Linked DNA regions of Mus musculus: region 1 is linked to region 2. The links are chromatin contacts, called in public Hi-C maps. All regions are on one chromosome and are shown on one strand. Each heading gives the region's core, a stretch centred on a gene start, on an enhancer-like site or on the middle of the called end of the contact. The rest is flanking DNA. Distances are from core to core; before and after follow the strand shown. Region 1 overlaps Hdac4 (histone deacetylase 4). Region 2 has its middle 44 kb from the start of Twist2.

Region 1 (5,077 bases), core at 2,439-4,938, 210 kb before region 2:
GATAGTACCAAGGAGCAGATGGGAGTGGGATGGGTTTATGCTAGAATTTCAGGGCGCCTCTTGCCAGATTACACGGACCTAGGAGTTAGACCCTGGCAGGCAGCAATGAGGAAGTCTTAAGAGTGAATAGTAGGGCATGGCATGGGGCACTCCACAGAGAACTGGGGTGTGCTCTGCCTCCCTCCTGTCCCTGCCACCCAACACTGTTACTGCTGCCAAATAAACAGGAGGGCAGGCCTCTTGCAGCCTAGGAGTTCCATTCCTTAGCGTTCTTTCTCAGCCACTGGGGAACACTGCCAGCCTAGATGAGATGAAGCCAGAAGCTGCTCAGCAGCCAGAGGACAGCCCTGTGGCCCCATGGGAAACAGTCAGAGTAGCCTGGGATGTGTGGTCCAGGTGCTGTCTGCTACTGACCCAGGCTGGATGCAGGGCTATCATAGGTCTTCTGGGACTTTCACTCTTCAGGCCATGCCTTTTGTTTTGCCCTCTATAGCCCACTGTCCTGCACATGGGACCCTTGGCTATAGAGTACTCTCCACACAGGAGCAGGACAGAGCCAGCTAGACAAGTGCCCTCCTAGACTCAAGCCATTCCTCAGCCATCCCTTCCTCAACCCACCAAAGTTACCAACCTGAATTTTTTGAATTTTAAGCTAGTTTCAAACCAGAACATTCATAGAACTAGATGTGTACCATGTGGTACAGAAGTGTCTGTGCAAGGCTTGGGACATGATCACTCAGTGCCCACCAGTCACGTGAACACTGCTCCTCAGCTCATGGCCAGCACCGCTCTCCTGAGGCCCATTTCTGCCAGGGTCTTTTTCTTTTATAGACTATTTCCCCATGCCCCACACCCTATACTCACCCCTGCGTCCCAGCAGCTGTGTGGTGGACTCTGTTGCTACACCTGTGTCGCTGGACGCAGTTGGTGCCCATAGCTCACTTTTTCCTTCCTGCTAAGCTTCGCACATTGACACTGCAGAAAGTACCTGCTCCATCACCACCTAACCCCCAAGACCCACGCTTAAGTTTCTACAGCGTCCTCACCACAGACCTACACAAATGTCTTTGACCTAAGTACTTGAAACATTGTAATAGCAGTTATCCCAAGCCCTGTTAACATAGCCCTAATTAGATGTTTAAATACTGCTGTGCTTTTCTTTCCTTTTTCAATCCACACGTTTCTCTGCTGTGTACAAAGGCCATTTGTAGTTCTTCACTGATGTGCCTTTCCACATAGGACTGAAGTGAGTGGCAGGTGTGGTGGGCTGGATGCCATCCCTAGAGACAAGGAGGGGCCTAACAGCCGTGCTGGAGAGGAGAACCTGGCGTGGGTGACTCTAAAGCAGGCTAAGCAGACCTCTGAAAGCCTGGCTCTCACAGAGAGTGTGAGTTACCTCTCCTACCTCATCCACACCCTAAAACATCAGCCCTCCTTCTGCTGTGAGTGGACATAGTCCTTAAGGCTAGACGTCATGCGCGTTGTGCAGCCTGATTGAAGCAGTTGTGACCCCAAACCACCAACAGCTAGAGCTAGGCTGTGGCCCAAGCTGGCATGATGACATGAAAGATAATCAGTCTAGAGCAGGGACCCTTGAATAAACTAACAATAGACACCCAAGCTCATCCTTGTCATGAACAGGATGCCCTACCTCCTACTCAAGTGTGCTTTCTGTGCTTAATAGAGGATAAAGTTCCCTTGTCCTTTTTTGCTGGCTGGATTATGAACATGACAATATTCCAGTGATTGACATCTATAACATACACAGTGTTGGCTATAATTTCAAAGGGAGATATACTTCCATAGCCCTGGCTACCACATAAGCAGTATGCATTTCCTGAAGGAAGTCTCAGTGTCTGGGCAGAGGAGCTCTCCATCCCCCACATGGCCAACTCTTAACCCCCTGGAGATTCCCCTCTGCTGCAAGAACCTAAGTATGCAAAGCTTAAAACATTTGAATTTGTTGCCCACCTCTCACTGAAGGAAAGATGGATTTACTGTTCCTGTTCTGCCTCCCATGTTTTTATATGCAAATAAAGACCAAGACCTGGACCTAGGCTGTGGGTGTTCGTCCATTTAAGGAGAATGGCAGGGATAGTAAGAAGCTGGCCCAGGCAGGAACCAAGTGCCCTAGCCATCAAGAAACAATAGGAAGTGGAAGGCCACACAGAGCTGTGAATTTGAGGACTCATAGTAGCAGGAAATATGCAGGCATGTCCTTGTTCCTGCACTGTCCATAATGGCTTAGTGCATTTAGCTGCAGGCCAGGAGTGGGCGAGTTTACTCAGATCCATGCTAGGAACTCCAGCCAGATATGTAAACACAACCAGCCTCCCCTAACCCCTAGATCTGCCAGCCCTCAACAGAAGAGGTTCTGTTCTGTAATAGGAACACTGTCAGGTACAAACAAGCTCCCCTACCCACAAGATGTATGGGCAGCATGGTGTCTGGACTGTGCAAGGCTGTGCCAACTCCTCAGGGGCCCACTCCCACCTCCTGTGGCTGCCTACCCATAAAACGCTGCTTCCTTTCAGACTCTGGCAGAGCCACTCTCCTTGCCCTTGCTGCCTGGTGGTAGAGTCTTGCAGCAGAGCCTGTGGGACTCTAAGAACCAGTCTTGTCCTAGGGTCCACAGCATGCTTTTCAGACTGGGCACTCACAGAGCCAGTGCTACCCTGATCTTCTGACCCTGTCCTTCTCCCCACAGGCTCGCTGACCTCAGTGTTCGTCAGGCTTCCTTGTGGTGGTGTTGGGGTAAGCATTTCTTTAATGTGTAAATAATGTCCTGTTTGTTCTCAGGGCCTCAGTGGTCACAGAAATCATTGCCTTGCTCTCTCGAGTGGGTAATGGCTGCCAGGTGTTTTCCATAAACAGTACTATGGGGTGGGCGGGGCCATCTGGGGCTTCAAAGGGACTGAGAGCGTTTTTGGTTTTTTTTGGTTTTTTTGTTTTTTTTGTTTTTTTTGTTTTTTTTTCACGGAACTCAGGCACCTTTCTTTGGGGAAGGTTGTCTAACAATGCATCTTACTAGGCCACAGCTCTTACGCACCTCATGTGTACACTGTGCCTCATGGCGTACGTTCACAGCAGTGCTACATGCTTGTCCATACAGGCCACAGAGGCCTCTTAGGGAATTGTGGACTTTTCTTGCCACGCTCTAGTTTGTACTCCAGATAGTTTTCTGTGCAGTGACCAGAGCATCCATGGGTCAGATGACATTTGTAAGACATTCTCTGGTTTATGGTGGCCTTGCATTTCTATAACCAGGTGATACGAGTAGCTAGTCACTTGGAGAACAGACTCAGACACACAAATGACAAAAAACTAGGCAGCCGTCAAGATATCTACTCCACCTGTGTAGACAGCCTTAGCTTGTGCTGCCAAATTGGCCTCAGGAGGCAGAGGTTCTGCAGTACTCTTGTCCCCTGGGATAAGAGAGTGGGACCAAGCCTCCTGTCTGATCTTCTGACCTTCAGAGTCACAACAGCGCCTGGTGTGTTGGGCCAACACATGGCCAAACTTGTCCTAGCAAAACCTGTGCTGTGTTTGATCACAGATTGTGAGGTGAAGCTGAGGTCTGGATTCTGTTATGGAAATGAAACAAAATTGTTTTCTTCCTGAGTCTTTACAGAAATCGCTGCTTTGAAAATTGCCCCGTCAGAAAGAGAATGATGGCATCTATTCATACTACCACCAAGCTCTCCTGGAGTTATTTTGTTTTGTATTGTAAATAGGCTGCAATCTCTTAATTCAGGGCAAATTTTTGGCCCAACTTGAAAAGATTTGGATTTGCACTGCCCTGCAGCCAGAGGGTCCTGTGCGAGGCAGCATTTATAATTTGCAAATGAAAACTAAATGCAAGCTCAGACCTAGGGGTCAAACCCAGGCAGACTCCTGCACAACTAACCCCAGATCTGAGGTCCAACCGGCATGCCAAATGAATGCAGGCGTACTGAACAGATGTGAGGGGAGCCCATGGGGCCCAGCCTGCAGAAGGGAGGCCCAGAGGCAGCAAGGCAGCCCAGAAGCTCTGACTTAGTGTCTCTTTGGGTCTCTGCTACAGCCATGGACTCAGTTTTCCTCCCAAGATTTCCAGGGCTCGCTCCCCCTCCACCCACTGAGGTGTCAGAAAGAGCAGTGCAGATGCTATGGGAAATCTGAGACCTGTGTGGGATGAGGAGTGGGGACCTAAGGGCAGGCCCCTCTGTACCTGGAAGCAGCTTCCCATTGCCAGTTCTGTCATATGGTAGTTCTTTTAGAATGTAAAAAACCAATCCTTATTCGCTCTGTTAAGTAAAAGTTTGAAATACTTTTGATCTTTTTTTTCCAAACCAAATAAAAACTCTTCTGTTTTGTTCACCTCATTATTGTGAACTTGAGACTAGTAAAGGCCTGTGTCTTTGACTTCCTGCTCCTGCCCTGCCCTGCCTGGAAATGTAGGCTGGCTTCTGCTGGCTTCTACCTCCTCCGACTGCAACTTGAGCCCCTCATTCCCAGGGCTCACCCAGATTTGCCACATGCTCCGTTGTCAGTATTCAGCTTCATTTCCCAGATATTTCTGTCTGTACTTCCTATAAAGCACTTTCCTCTTGCTCCCGTTAGCATCACCACCCTAACGGAAGCAGCTGGTAGACATAACTGGGGACAAAATAGCAGAAAGTCTTGCCATGATAGCAGCCTGGAATCCTGGGGTTTATTCCTTCCTCTCTGCAGAAAGGAGCTTGGTCAGGTTACAGACACTGACCTGTGATGCCCAGAGAGTAGTCTACAGAGAGTCCTGGAAGAACTGGCACATGTCATGTGTAGTCCCTTCCCCATGTCTTAGACATGCTCTTTAATAAAGTCAAGCTCAAGCTGGAGAGATGACTCCATCCTTAAAGGCTAGGCTCACAACCAAAAACATAAGAGTTAAGTTCCCAGAACCCATGGCTGTCTCTCCAGCCACCAAAAAAGTACAAAGAAAAAAATAAAATAAAGCTAGGCTTTTTCTTCACACATGGGAAGGAAATGATCACTGAGCTTATAGCCTCCAGCCTGGCCTGGACACTGCTGGGCTGCCTAGGACACTGCTGCCCCC
Region 2 (5,218 bases), core at 1,666-4,165:
AGCCCCCATGTGCCGTTGCCATGACGACCTCTCCTTCCCTTTAAAGTCTGGAATGCCACATTCCATAAGATTTGCACAGAAAGTCGCTTGATCATACGCAAAGGCCCGTCTGTCAGCTCTAACATTCTGTATCAATAAACACGCTGGGAGACCCACTCTCAGCCGCACTTGTAAGAAATCAAGCTTTGACACTCGTTTGGAGATGCTGAAGGACTCCAGGGCAAGAAAAGCCCCAGCCTGGTGAAGCCCAGATTGCCCCCCACGCCTTTCCCTGGGCATACCAGCCTTTTTACACTATGATTACAAGAGCACCAGCGTGCGTTACACAGCCGGTAAAATTATAGTGTGCCGCTAAATGCAACACCGGGCCCCAAATATTGAATTTTACACAGATACTAAGAGCATTTAAAATGCTAAAGCACATTTAAGTCCTTAAATAAGTAAGTAACTTTAATTACCTAAAGAATTAGATTTCTAGAAAATGATGGTTATTTGCTGGAGGAAAATAACATCTAAGCCGTGTTTACGACTTAATGGCTGTCATTCGGAGAGGCATAGGCTCCTTTTTTTTTTCTTTTCTTTTTTTTTTTTTCCTTTTTCTTTCTTTTCTTTCTTTCTTTCTTTCTTCTTTTTTTTTTTTTAAGTCTATAGGTTCAACATTTTGTGAAATGAGTCTGGGACCAATTGCCCTTGGGTAAAAGATTGGTGTATATTTTGTCTTCCATCAGATGAGTGAAAATAAACAAAAGACACAATGTTTCTTTGTCAAAATAAAATTCCCCACGACTAGAACAAATCATAAACCAGACAGTATCGATATTTTTTGTTACTGTTATAGAAAGTCCTTCTATATGGAATGACACATTTTTACGTTTGTTACTAAACAGAGTTTTGCTCTTAATCATTTCAAGAGCCAGGTCCGCCCCCCCCCCCCCATTTGTAGCCAAGCTTGCCATGATATTGTGATATTCAACAGCCAAGAAGGTGTGAGCAACTGATTAAAGGAGAGTAAGGAACCCTGGCTAATTGCACAGAAATCTTGGCATCGGTTGTTTGAAACTAAGAGCAAGGCACACACCTGCAGGGCTTTGGCACAGTGATCCCCTGGGACTTGGCTCAAGTGACAAGGCCACAGGGAGTTCAACCATCTGAGTCCCTCAGAGGATGCAGCCAACCTGGAGACAGAGGTGATATGGCAGTGTCAGCTGGGTTTGGGCAGAGGATGGTCAGGTTATAAATCTGCTGGAGACACTGGGGTGACACAATCCAAGGCCGTGCAGCCTGCAGCAATAACTCAGCTCTAGGTACAGGCAAGGAGCAGGAGACCAGAGGGGCTTAGAGCAAGGCAGCCAGCGGATGGGGCCCAAACCATAGGGCACTGATTCTTTCTCAGCCTCCAGCACCACTGGCCCACAAAAGGTTAGGCTGTGGCTGGCTTGGTGCATTTTATCCTTCAAAGAGGGACTGTCAAGTGGCATATTGCTTCAAATTAGCTTCTTAAAGCTGTCGGCTGTATATTGTTTCCTAATTATACAATATACTTCCCGTCACGAGATTTAGGAAGGAACTCGGTCAGCCAAGCTCAGCGTTTCCACAACCTCCTTTTTATACAAGCTAATGAGTAAAACCCATGCATTGTTTAAACACTGCGTCTGCAGTTCAGAACAAATGCTCAGCTTTGTGCTGCTCGTGTTTGTCTGTGTCTGAGTGAAAACCAGGAGCAGGCATTGTGTATAATTTCCACCTGCTCAATGGCCAGAGAAAGAGGTCATTCGCAACTGTAGAGATGTTTCAGACCTCCAACGTTATTCGTTATTCCTAGCATTAACGTAAGGCAGATTTATAAGCGCTCTATAACCTAAGAAAATTGTAGATGGGAAGAACTTTTCCTCTTCGACTTTATCTAGACAAATTCAGGAAAAGCCAGGAGCCTGAGATAGGGATTTTCATTAAAAAAAAAAAAAAAAAAAAAAAAAAAAAAAAAAAACACAAAACAAAGATCCCACTGTGCCACGTCAGAGGTGTTGTCTTGGAAGTTAGGAAACAGCAGTCAGAATTATCTTTACCTCTTAGATCTGCTGAGAGTGAGGGTTGGGAGAGGTTTCATTAAAACCAGAGCTTTAGGGTTTGTGTGCTCATTGGGGTTTTTTTGGTTTGTTTTTAAAGGCAAGATTGTGAAAATGAAATTATACTAAGGTTGACACCAGATTTATCAACTTTCTCAGTGCTTTTATTTATTTAGATAGCTGCATTAAAGAGTTGAGAATACCCACACTTTACCCAGGAACCATAAAAAAAGAAAGAAAACTCTGTTATTTAACTAGCATCCTTCCCTGTGTAATTTGAAATAAGTTTTAATTTTTAATTAAATGTGAAATTGCTCGGAAAGGCGTTGGTGCCTCCTTAGCAGCAGCGATAGCGAAGAAATTCATTTTGACTTAATTCAATCCACTTCCATTTCCAAAACAGCTCAAATAAGTGAAAATTAAAAAGTAATTAAAAAAAAAAAGAATTCTGTTAACTACAAAATGGTCTGTGTCAAGTTTATTAGAAGTTATGGACTTGTTTCCAGAGCACACTTTCAATTTTAAAACTATGTTTTAAGAGACTTAAGCGGAACAGCACTTAGGGGGGAAAAAAAAACCTTAAAGTTTGTTCAAAAGAAAAATCCTGCCCTAACTAACCAAGGCTGTCGCTTAGAACAGGTCAAGGCTATCAAAGTTTCGAGTTCTGTGCCGCCATCCAGTTCACACAACACGTCCTGGTCCCCCGTGGAAAGATCTCTTTATGGCACTTTCATTTTCCGAAGCTATTTGCTGGAGTTCTCGAAAATCTGCGGTCTGTGAGCTTCCTCGTTGTGTTTTACGGCGCCGCTCACCTATTTGCTGTTTGAGTGACGCCACTGAACTCTAGGTAACCTTCTGAGGGTCTACTGCAGCCTTTCAGGGATCGGACACTGTACATCAGCACCGTGTGGAGCTGGCTCCTGCCCTGATCCCTGTGACCCCAGAGCCTGGCCTGGGCTGCGCAGAGCACCGAGGAGTTGGCCTCTTTGTAAACTGGAGAGAAGAAGACATTTGGCAGATCTGGAAGGACACAGACAGGCTGGCTGGGTGGAAAAATGGCTTTTTTTTTTTTTTTTCAGGATTCAGAAAAGTAAGCTTTCCAGGAGGCAGGGAACAAGCTGGAGGTACATGATTGAATTTAGCTTTGGGCTGTAATTACGCGTTGAGGGAAGTGGCCAGGCTTACACAAGTGCTGTGGAGGGAGAGAGCACTTTTGAGTCCACCAAGGTTCCAAACACCAAGGCTGCAGACACAGGCACAAGCAAAGACTGACACCCACCGTGACCCTCGCTCACCATTGATTAGAGCTAATCAGGGGGGATGTTCTCAAAGCCCTCAATCATGGGACCCTGGGCCTCCCTGGAAAGTGGGGCTGGGAAGTTCAGCCCAAACCCAGCAGTAACAGAGAGTGCATTTTGTATTTTTCCTGAAAAGTCAACAAAGGGGAAAGGCAGAGAGTGACAGAACATGCCGAGTTTTGTGGTCACACTGGGCTTCCCGACCTCAGCGGTAACCACACCAGACCCGAAAATTCCCCCTGATACCTGCTAGTTTAGGAGTCCTTTCCCCACAAACCAGCATGTTTCCTGCATTTTAAAATCTACCCTAAAGACAGGGACTTCTGGCTTCCCGATCCTTCTGAGTTCAAATCTAGATTACAAATATCATCTGGCTGGGAATTTAGCCCCAGCCATGGCCTAGTCAAAAGAGCCCAGGATAGGAGCAATGTTTTAGGTTACCCCCCAAATCTCTGTAAGCCCAGATGATAGCCATGATAAAATGCCTTGAGAAGCCCAGGCCTGTCGAACACCCTCCTCCACAAGGACACAGACCCATTTTAGGCAAAAGTGTGGAACTCTCCAGCCACCGAACTCCGCTGAGCAGGTGCACGGTCCTCCAGCAGCACCCTGCTTGCTGCTGCAGAAGTAACCCAGTGACCAAATAGGGAGCCAATAAATAGGAGTCATTACAGGATAACGAAATGTTTGTGCTTAAAGTGGGGAGGAATTCTAGTGCAGGTTGTAACATGGAGAAGATGCTGTATTCCAGGAAATAAGCAATATACAAATGATAAATGCTGCCAGTGACTATCACAGGGTATGGTGGTGTGCGGGCCGCTAATCCCAGAGCTCTGAAGGCTGAGGCAGGGGGATTACTGCAAAGTTGGGGTCAGCATGGACTTCATAGTGAGCACACACACTTAAGACAGTGTCTCAAGAGATCAGAATGTGAGGATGTAAATAAATACCATGTGGCATCATGTGTGTGATGTCCCGAAAGTTCTTTATATCAAAGTAGGATGGCAGGTTTCCGGGGCTGAGCGGGAGACCAGCGGTTTGTGTCGAATGGAGTTGGGCTTAGCCTGGGAAGATTTCTGAGTAGTGATAGCTCCTCAGAAATCATCATTATGAGTGAGTGTGGTCGGTGCATTGAACTGTGTACTTAAAAATGGGTAGCATGGGAAATACCATTGTGTGTGTGTGTGTGTGTGTGTGTGTCTGTTATATTCTATCACAATAAAATAGAAATAACATTTTAACCTCACACTAACTAATAACACAAACACAAGAAAACCTGCATTTGTCACCTGCTCCTGAGCCTCCAAGTAGCCCCTACTAACTAGTACCTTAGCTAAACAAAAGCAATTCAGGGTATCTGAGAGAAAGTGGTGTTAGTAAGACTAGTTGGGGGGCAGGTGTTGCATATATAAGCAAGGCTACTTACAAAACCACCAACTGTTGGCTGTGTGATCTTAGGCCAGTCACTCTACTTCTTTGGGGTCCAGTCTCCCTTACTCTTGAATCAGACCATTTCAGACTTTTGCCCCCTGAGCTTGTACACCCTGAGACTTTGGAATTCCATTTTTAAAATCTGAGGTTAGTGGTTAGTGTGATTTCCTTACTGCAGAGGACAGTACTGCATCCTCTGTGTCGTGGCATCTCTCTGGCTTGCCCCTGCATGTGCTCACACATGTGGAAAGAAGAGGTTCTGTTGAGCCTTTTCCTAATAGAGAACACATTGTCCACTTGCCTTTGAAGTCTTTCATCTGCGGCAAGACCACAAGGGGGCGATGCTCGCCGGAATCTTCCAGCATGACGCTGAGCACCTCCTTCAAGGAGGGGGCTTTGTTCTTTCCTCGGAGTTTGGTAGGG

The links. Hi-C and Micro-C count contacts between places; a contact is called where the count stands out from the background.
Region 1: a Hi-C map of embryonic fibroblasts shows a contact between it and region 2, with 4 times the contacts expected there. The contact joins two enhancer-like sites. A contact is called at or near these places in 13 of 484 Hi-C or Micro-C datasets (the 3T3-L1 cell line, the C2C12 cell line, cerebral cortex and 7 more) and 3 of 9 other capture datasets (embryonic stem cells, embryonic tail and embryonic trunk).

The regions. Positions count from the first base shown.
Region 1 is chr1:91,962,457-91,967,533 of GRCm38.p6, reverse strand. Hdac4 (histone deacetylase 4) reads left to right here. Exons shown (of 27, transcript NM_207225.2): 17 at 2,708-2,754. Among named protein-coding and RNA genes, the nearest start is that of Gm46242, 85 kb to the right of the region's middle. RefSeq lists an enhancer at 1,574-4,606. Within about 2 kb of position 3,688, at least 23 of the 459 cell types and tissues checked have an H3K27ac peak or open chromatin away from gene starts, as enhancers often do.
Region 2 is chr1:91,755,183-91,760,400 of GRCm38.p6, reverse strand. No RefSeq gene overlaps it. Among named protein-coding and RNA genes, the nearest start is that of Twist2, 44 kb to the left of the region's middle. Within about 2 kb of position 2,915, at least 25 of the 459 cell types and tissues checked have an H3K27ac peak or open chromatin away from gene starts, as enhancers often do.